Regions from separate parts of the Rattus norvegicus genome. Here region 1 is linked to region 2. The links are chromatin contacts, called in public Hi-C maps. All regions are on one chromosome and are shown on one strand. Each heading gives the region's core, a stretch centred on a gene start, on an enhancer-like site or on the middle of the called end of the contact. The rest is flanking DNA. Distances are from core to core; before and after follow the strand shown.

The links. Hi-C and Micro-C count contacts between places; a contact is called where the count stands out from the background.
Region 1: a Hi-C map of liver shows a contact between it and region 2, with 2.2 times the contacts expected there. The contact joins two enhancer-like sites.

Annotation. Positions count from the first base shown.
Region 1 is chr15:58,488,322-58,493,122 of GRCr8, forward strand. All of the region lies in intron 1 of LOC102546462 (a long non-coding RNA gene), which reads left to right. Among named protein-coding and RNA genes, the nearest start is that of Serp2, 180 kb to the left of the region's middle. Within about 2 kb of position 1,475, at least 10 of the 93 cell types and tissues checked have an H3K27ac peak or open chromatin away from gene starts, as enhancers often do. A contact at or near this core is called in liver, where this site is marked.
Region 2 is chr15:58,368,726-58,373,454 of GRCr8, forward strand. No RefSeq gene overlaps it. Among named protein-coding and RNA genes, the nearest start is that of Serp2, 58 kb to the left of the region's middle. Within about 2 kb of position 3,191, at least 17 of the 93 cell types and tissues checked have an H3K27ac peak or open chromatin away from gene starts, as enhancers often do. A contact at or near this core is called in liver, where this site is marked.

The sequences.
Region 1 (4,801 bases), core at 225-2,724, 120 kb after region 2:
GTTGGCTCACAGTGTTTCTTACATTATGGGTTATTTTATTTCTTAAGAGCAAAGTAACAATCATAGGCAAAGCACACTAGGCTGAAGTAACTTAACAGGGCTGACCTGGAACACAAAAGTTGTTCTATGAAATCATCCAGAATCCTGTAAACGAAGAGACAGCATCTTAGAGTGGATCACCAGCACAGAAAGTTCTCAGTTGTGCAACCTCTGCAGAGGGGTGTCTAGCATTATTGTCTTATCCATGAGATCATTTTTCTTCTTTTAAAAGATGAAGTATGGAGAATGCAGGAGGGCTAGGAATAGACTCTGAGTGTGATATCTTCCCCAGCTCAAGTCTTTGATATACGAGCTGCTCTAGAGCCAGACCACCTGGGCCAAGGTGTGTCCACCCTGAAGTGTGGGTCAAATTCAATGCCTGTTTTCAGTGCTTCTGTGCTAATACATGTCTATATATATGATGGTCAGTTTAATTTTTTTTTAAGTACAGGGGAAGGGGGGTTACTAATTCCTCATTTGACTCCATTCTCACCAGAAGAACCTGATAGTCTGATATTTTCTGGATGCCCTTATGTGGTTAAGATACAGTGCTTTCTTTTTCCCTCAGACTAGAATCATCTTCAGAGAATTTTTTGTCCTTTTTGGCCTCTGTCAGTTGCTTAGTACAGCACTGGTACACAAGTAAATAGAGGAAACACACGTGGAGTAACTCCATACAGATAAAAGTAGTGATGTTTAAGTCTTGGCTCTTGCATTCCTGGGAGACCAGAGAAACTATACTTCATATTTTCCCTCTGCAAAATGGGAATAGAAACAACGCCTCCCACTGCATGGGGCTCTGGTGCAGAGGAAGTTGGTAGGCGAGGTGAGCTGAGACCAGGCAGTATTTGACTTGTCTCATTTACTCCCCGTGACTTGGCTTCCTGGTGAAGGGTTAGTGTGACCTCACCTCTCCATCAACACCATTTAGGAGACTGATAAAAAGAAAATTGCTAGGAAGGTTTCTGGAAAGTTCTATTTATAGAGACATACCTAAATGGACAAAGACAGTAACTATGAATAGCATCTTTTGCATGAGAAGGTGAAACCTGTGCTGGTGCCACTGTGGCCTTTACTCCTCTGGAGGGACTTCATACTCCTGTTTGTTCTGTAACAATGCAAGTCATGCCCCATGTGAAGTATTTGATACAAACTGAATCTGAGAGCTTCCTGCTCAGCTGGGCCATGAATCTACTGTCGTCTCCCATCACTGGGTGTTAGTTACTCCAGTTGAGTAGGCATAAAATACATGCTATGTAAATTAATAGCAGTAGGTACAACAGTCTGGGAGTTGCACAAGACCTCAGTTTGGGAGAGCTAATATTGTGCAATCATTTCCCATAAATCTTTCTCTCTCACTCCAAGTTTACGTCTGTCAATGAATCAGCATGCTCTCCATGCTAAGCCAGGTCTGGCAGGGCAGAGGCAGCCACATGGCTAGTCTCTGTCTCTGAATTTGGCACCATGACACCATCTGGCTGGATCCTGAATCCTATGAGGAGGCTGCCTGAGATGCATCTCCAGTCATTCCTTATGGCCCTGCTTTCTTCCCACTTTCTTGCCACCAGGAGAGTTTTGGTGATTGGTAGGCATTCTTCTTTGTTCCATTATGCCTCTTCCTCACTGCCTCAACCCCCTCGATTTTATAAGCTCTGCTCAGTGAGTTCCAAGGGCTAAAGCTGGCAAGAAAACAGCCTACATCTCAACTTGTGGAAAATAGCAGCCTTTCCTTCCAGACCCGTGTTTGGCAGTTGTTCTGTGGTTAGGCTAACATGTAATACTTCTGTGGTTTGCTATACTACATGGGTTTCTACACACATGACAGAGGTCCTAGCATTCGCAGCCAGATCCTTATGGGTGTGGTACACTCATCATTCACATGTATCTTCTATGTCCCAGAGTTTCCAAACATCCTAGAAAGACCCAGCTCAGGGAGGTGGCAGGAGGTGGCCCACTTTGTTCTCCCATATTTGCTTCTCACTTGTTTTGAAGAATTGGGGTTCTTACACTGGTATTTTCTCCATGCCCCAATTGGGCTCCTGTCCTCCTGCCCCTAAGAAGGCTCTTCCAAGAAGATATATAGGTTGAGTGTGGGCGTGTGTATCCACTGTGATGACTCCCTTGCTCAAAAAGCAGTCTTAGGGGCCACACTGGGAGTCTACTCAGTCAGCCTTGGAAGACAAAGATGATGAAAGTCATAGACAAAGAACATTCTAGACTGAGCTCTGAGAGCTTGTCATGTTCTCTTGATTGGATTCCTTCATTTGCTGCTTCTCTCTAGAGACATTACCTCTCAGACTCTTAAGTGTTAGAGACCGAGCTTCCAGTTATTTTTGACAAGTTCCGATAATCAAGTGGCTCCCTGGACATGATTTGCATCAAACACTTTGTGCCTGGCATGGCCTGTATTGTCACGGAACAAGCAGGAATGCAAAGTCCCTTGGGGGATGGTGGGAGAGGGCTGCAGTGGTGACTACGAAGGTCTTGCCTGCATATGCAGAAGAGGCAACTTATAATTACTGTGTTTGCCCATTTAAATGTGTCATCATAAATAGAGCTTTCCAGAAAAACCTTGCAAAAAATATATTTTTTAATCAGTCTCCTAAAAGGCATTGACTGACAGAAAGTTGAGTTTGTATTAACCTTTTACCAGAAGTCAAGGCAATGGCTGACAGATCAGACAAGTGAGGTGTTAATGAGGTTGGGAGACAGAGATAAATGCTATTATGTGGACTCTTTCACCAAACACCTGTCTCCTCCCCCACTCACAGTGAGCGGCTTTGGCAAAGAGACTGGATAATTCAGGTAAGACGTGTTTGTATTCTGGTTGCTAAGGAGATGGTGAACCTGTTTGCTTAGCTCAAAGCATAGGCGTGTTAGGTAAGCGCACTGCCCTTTAGATCTGGGACCATTACCGAATCTCTGCATTCCTGTTCTAAAGGCACGCTGAGTCTATTTGTGGCATGTTCCATTCTCTCAGATTTCCCTCATCTCTGTCGGTTTTTACACCTGCAAAAAATGCTGGCACAAAAAAACTGAAATCCAAGGGAGACTTTCCTGTGTTCGCTAGTCACTGAATATCAGACAGCGCCAAGCAAGGAGAGAATTCACAGCTCACTCTGCTCCTAGTACTGAACTGTGAGATGGGCAGAGACTTCCTCATCCAGGGGATCAGCTGGTCCAAAGGACTAGTGACCAAAGCAGAGGAAAGCGGCTGCAGAAGGGTTAAGTGAAAGGAGATTGGGAGCCCAGGAAGAATGTGCTTGCCCTGACAGTAAAGAAAACCCTTAGCATAGATGTTGGTTTCCTAAGAGGCCTGTTGGATGGTGGCTACTTATGTCCAAGAGTAACAAATACAAGAGCTGGGCCTGGGGGGGGGAGAGTAAGCAAGAAGTGATTAAAAACACATCACTAAGGTTTTATTTAAAACCACTCGCTGGACAGAAGATGCATCTGGCAGGATGGAAGGAAGCTGTGGGACTCTCTGCTCTGTTTTTCCTGGGAGTATTCTTTATGTAGCCTGTTTGCTCCTGTCAACTAATAAGTCATTATAGAGTCACAATTACGTGACTGGGGGTCCAAACTCCAGTCCTGATATCTGCATGGCAAGCCCTTTACCAATTCTACGTGAACGTTCTCTTCAGCTTTAGACACAAGTGAGGCAGACAGCGCAGGACCAGGTTCTGTTTCCTCAGCTTTGTCCCTTACCCATGGGGCTTCAGTCCTCTTCCAATCATCTGGGCCACACTCCTGTATTTGAAAATTCCTAGGCTACATTCCCCTCAAGTTCTGTGGCCAGTTCGATTGTTCAGCTGTGGGACACAGTACCGATGTCAGCCCTCTGTTCTCTTAGGGGCTCACAGAGGTGGTTAGATGAGGAGACGTTAGTAAATCAGGTTGTAAGCAACACAGAACGGTTTCTCTTTAGATTACATATCAACCCCCAAAATGAATAGGGAGGAGTCCACAAAAACCACACCAGGATCTGTTGTCATATTGTCCTTGGTTTTAGACTACCATCTCCTGGAGAAGACTCACTATCTTATTGTGTGCACACGTGTGTGTGTGTGTGTGTGTGTGTGTGTGTGTGTGTTCCTCTGACTGTGTGCATGTATGTATGCATCCAGCGGTCGATGCTGTTTTCCTAATGTTATTTTCACCTCATGAGTTGAGACAGGATCTCTCACTGAACTTTAAGCTCACTGAGTGTCTAGAGTGACTGGCCAGTAAACTCCAGGTCTCTTCCTGTCTCCATTCTCCAGGACTGGGAATGCAAGCATGTGCCATCACACCCAATGACTTACATGGGTGCTGTGGGTCCAAGCTCAGGTCCTCACATTTACCTGGCAAACATTTCCTCAATGGAACCACCTCCCTCGCCTCTTTGTCCGCCATCTTTAATCCTGTTGCCCCTTATGCTTCAGCAGGTGAGGAGAAAATGCTCAAGAAAATGATATTTGGCAGATGAATGGACAAGAAGGAGAGATAGATGTAGAACATTCTGATTGCATAAATCGGGAGGTGCTGCCTACAAATGCAGTTGAAGGGGCAGGCATGTCAGTTCTCCTGAGAGAGATAAATTAGGCTAGAAAAGGAGAAAGCCCAGGGGTGAGGCTATCAAAAATTTAGATAGCCCTAGGTGTATCTCAAGGGGGTACTACACACACAGTAAGGCCACACATCAGTGGTCCCTATCCCTGATTCCAGCTCTGTCTTCTGTAGATCACATGTAGCCTGAACCAGAAAATGAAAGCATATTTCA
Region 2 (4,729 bases), core at 1,941-4,440:
CACAGGCAGACAGGCAGATTTGCAACAATCCTCAGCCTGTGCATTTCTGTGGAGCCGTGGGAGGTGAACGCTGTGCAGGATAACAGATGTTTCTGTCACTGACCGGCTTATCATTATTGGCAGTGCTTGGACTGCGCCTTTGCTGAATGCTCTACATTAACTTAGACTTCAAAACTGCCCTTCAAGGGGTGTTAATCTGCTCGTTTCTTCTGCTGGAATTCTTTGAGGAGGCAACCCTAAGCTTAGGAGTCGGCAGTCTGCATCCCAACTGTATCCCTCACTACTGTGTGAACTTGCACAGGTCTCTAAGCCTCCCTGGTCTCAGTTTCTGTTTTGTGAAGTAGGGAGCAGCAGAACGTTACTCTGAAGTGCCGAGCTCGAACAACAGAACCATCCCGTTAGCTTTAAACCTCATCCCATGGCCCTGGCTTTTGTTTGTTTGTTTGTTTGTTTGTTTTACCACAGCCTTATCCTTTCTCCAATGAATAACCACTGTTCTCATGCCCTTGGGCTGCACCCTGACCCCTCTTGTCTCTGTTATTCTACCAGCTCTCGCTTTATACAGATGAGTCCCACAACCTCAAAATTCTGTGTATGTCTTAGGAGTTCATACCCTCAACTCCTAACAAGTTTCATTCAGTAAACGCCTCTTCTTCCAAACAGAGCTCCTAAGGGTTTCTTTGCCCTTCAGGTATCCTTTCCTCTGGTAACTCTGGGTGTGTCTGTGTGGTGACATCCATCGCACTATCGTTTATTGTCTATTTGCTGATAATTTGCCTCTAATAGAACCTGGGCCCTGTGTGGATAAAAATCTGTTTGGTTTGGTCTTATAGCTTCGCTTGCAGTGTGTTGTCGGGTATGCGGAAAGTTCTCTGATAAATATTTGGTAACTGGATGGATCAATATCTGTGTTACTCATCAGGCAAAGATCCAAATGGCCTGAAAAGACACTGTACATAGCAAATATTTGCCACCACCGGGCTAGGTTAGGTTTCGAGCAGCCTTGTGGGAGGAGGAGCTCACGTAGCCAGGGACAACTCTGGAGGTGGACACTGTGGAATTCCCAAATACTCAGGTGTAGTCACCTGTCATGGTTCTGAGTGACTCCCTAACCTCAAAGGACAGGGTTGCTAGAGGCTACTATGCTCAGCTGCACATGGGAAGCACACTGTGGACAAAGCCCCAAAGAGGAATCCCTAAATTACATGGGTGGTGGCTGCACCGGAGGAAGTGATTAATCTCCCACAAGGAGAGTTTTGAAAGTGATTGCCTTGATTCTGATGATTAAACTGTGATGTAATTGTCTGAAAAAAAATGAAAAATAGATACATGTTTTAGCACATCACTAGGTACTAAAATTACACTGGTCAGGGATATGGGGTGTGCCTAAAAGGGGTGGGACTTGGGATAGCTAACACTATGATTCCATGGTAGACAAGAGTCAGCGTGAGAGACCGAAGGGGCCAGAGACTTATTGCTACAGGTCTCCTCCTTGCCAATCTACTAGGGTTTGACTTCCTAAAGATGTTTCCAGAACCTATCCAAAATACCAGCATCTGGAGATGAAGACCCTGACCCACGAGCCTGGGAAGGACATTTCATAGTCAAACCATAGCCGCATCTACGTGAGGTACTGCGGACAGCAGAAGAAAACTTCCAGAGACAAATAACAGCTGTGAGCCCCTCAAATCTCAGCATCCAGGAAAGGGGGTGCCATGTAGTGACACCTCTGGCAGAACACCTCTGCACATGCATGGTGCCAGTGTTCGCTCTTTGTGCCTACGCTTGCCTGGCTCCTTGGTCCTTGAGAAGACATGGTTCCCTCCAGTTGAGCTGTCTTTAGCCTCCCCAGTATGGGGGGAGCCCTCTCCTCAAATACTGCAGGTACTTTATCCTCCGATGGGAGCCAGGTTTCATTTACCTCTTGTTTCCTGTTGGCACCAAGTGTGGTGGCTGGTACCTAGGTCTCCATAGCCAGTGTACACCGAATGTCCAAAGATGCTTCAGCTGCAAATCCATGTGTTCTGTGCGTTGTCTGCCAAGCACTCTTGGGTTATCAGACCCTAGCTCTGCGGTGTCCTTTGTGATCGTTTTTTTCCTCCGAGAATGAAGATAACCTTTTCTGTGTCCCTTTGTGTGCGTCTAGCACAGGTTCCCACAGTAAAACAGTTGTAGCAATTCCATCTAGGAGGCACCGGGCTGCCTGTGTCTAGCTTCCCAGATCAATGCCAGGCCTGTGAATTTAGGCCTGGAGTGCTGTATTTGACGTGCTTATGAACGCATGCATCTGCTGAGCTGTGGCCTGTGGCCAGGCTGCAATTCTGAGCCTGCCTTCTGGACTGTGTTTTTGAGAAGCCCAGCGGAGGAAACCTTGCCAATCGTTCCCGGAGAGCAAGACACCACGGAACTTGCTTTGTGGAACCTTCTTTTGTCCTTAAAGGCGCCCAGAGATTGTCTCTACTAGCACGCTGAACAGGGACACACGCTCGGCTCTAAAGGGCTTGAAAAGGAAGCATTGCACCGTGGCCCGTGACTTGCAAGCCTTAGCTTGTGGGTGTTTGGGTGAAGAATGGTGGGTTCAGAAAGGAGTTTGTCTTCTGGCCAAGGACAGCATTTTTTCTGTTCTTTTGAAAGAATTACCCAGGACAGCATGTGCTGTATCATGCTCGGCCACCTGATACATCGTAGGCAGCTTGGATTCATGCCTGACCCTGTCCAAGCCTGATTCCCTTGGACCGGTTACCGGTGCGTGGATCTCAGAAGCCTCTGTTGTTGATGTGACAACCCAGGGCTTTTATGCTCATCCTTAGAGATGGGCTGAGGATCCTGCCATGCAACTTAATGGAATGAGTCAAGTTTTAAAACAATAGTTAATTCTGATGTTTTCTCCATGTGAGGGTCTGCATGCGGTCTGGCATTTTCTTTGAGCTAAGCTAATTTGCTGGCCAGAGACAACCAGGTATTAAGCATAGGCAGCCTGGGTGCCCATTTGAGACCAGTGCTATCGGTGATGCTGGAAGTAAGTCTGGACATGCAGACTTGCTTAAGTTAAGCAAGGGTCATGGTTAAGTCCCTTTGTGAATAGCTGGTGCCAGACTCTTCCCTGGCTCTTCATTCCGGTTCATACTGGATGCAATCAGCCAGCAGCCAGAGTCAGCCTACAGTACCTGCCTTGTTTTTCCTTTGCCCTTTGCCCTTTGCTTCTTGTTCTCCACAGGGCTCACCAAGCCTCTGGCTGTCTACCTCTAAGTAAACCAAGGCACTGGTTAAGATGACTTCATTTTCTGAAAATTCCCGTTTTGGCTCGGCCTGCGTTTCTTGATTTATACTCGTTAATTTCCTCTGACTTGGCTAGCTCGTATTCCCTTGGACATATGATCTTTATGAATAAAACATCCAAGGGCCAAATGTTTTCCTGTGACGACTCCACGTGACACTCCTGAGAGCTGACCTAAAGCACAGAGCAGGGTGGGTGATTCTCAAGCTGGGGACCTGGAAACAGCTGTGGCGTCCTGGGGAAAGCCTCGAGTCCAGACTTCCTTCAGCGTGTCTCCCCCTTTAGCTAAATCTTCAACCAAGCACACAGCTCTCCTGCTTTTTTTTAAACATGACATACTGTGTGCTGCTTGTATTCCTAGTCTTGGTGTCTCTGTCTGTTAGAGGATTGTACAGCACTGTCCCATGCTGCCAGGCACGGTCGTGTGAGTTTTGGCATCCCTCACTCTGGTGGAAAGATTGTATTCCTGCTCTATTAACGTCAGCCTTGGCTATGAGATTTGCTGGGGCTGGCAGAAATGAGTACAGGGAACTGTGCCACCATTGTCAAGGCGCTTTCAAAGTCATAACACGGCCCCCTGTCTCTCTTTCTCTTTCCTGTTGGGTCTTAGAATGAAGGAGGGTTTTTAGAAAAGCTGTAGCTTAGCCATTGGTTTCATAAGATGTCAACCTTGGTTGAGGTAAACGCTGAAAGGTTCAGGTTGTCTGTTATTGCAACGCCATCTGAACAGTACAGTTGGCAACGGTGCAGTCCGCCTGATGGGCCTTTCCGTGAGAGGTATTTGAGAGGAGAACTTAAAAATATATCTATCTATATCTACAACATACCAGATACTGTGTCCTGTACGGGCCATACATATACTTGTATATGTCACAGGCCTTGTCCTCTAAAGAGCCCATGTAGAAGAGACAGAAATTTCTATTAAAAATGATGTCAGGGGGTTGGGGATTTAGCTCAGCGGTAGAGCGCTTGCCTAGCGAGCGCAAAGCGCTGGGTTCGATCCCCAGCTCCGAAAAAAAAGAAAAGAGAGAGAAAAAAAAAAAAAGAAAAAAGAAAAAAAATGATGTCAGTAAGATTTGATCTCTTCCAGAAAACTCTGAAAAAACAATTAAAAGAGCAAACCTGGGCAGCGGTGTTGGTGCTGAGCAGCTGGGTGACCCATCACTGTCGGAGTGGCTCCTTTTTACGCAGCTAAGCCTTACAGATAGAAACGGCCTATGCAGAGCTGGGGATGGCTCAGTTGGCACAGGGCTTGCCTGCTATGGGTAGAGCCCTGTGCTTGATCCCATATGAGCTGGGAGTGGTGGTGCTCACCTGGGAGTGGAGGTGCTCACCTGGGAGGGGTGGTGCTCACCTGAGAGTGGTGGTGCTCACCTGGGGGTGGCGGTGCTCACCTGGGAGTGGTGGTGCTCACCTGGGAGTGGTGGTGCTCACCTGGGAGGAGTGGCGGTG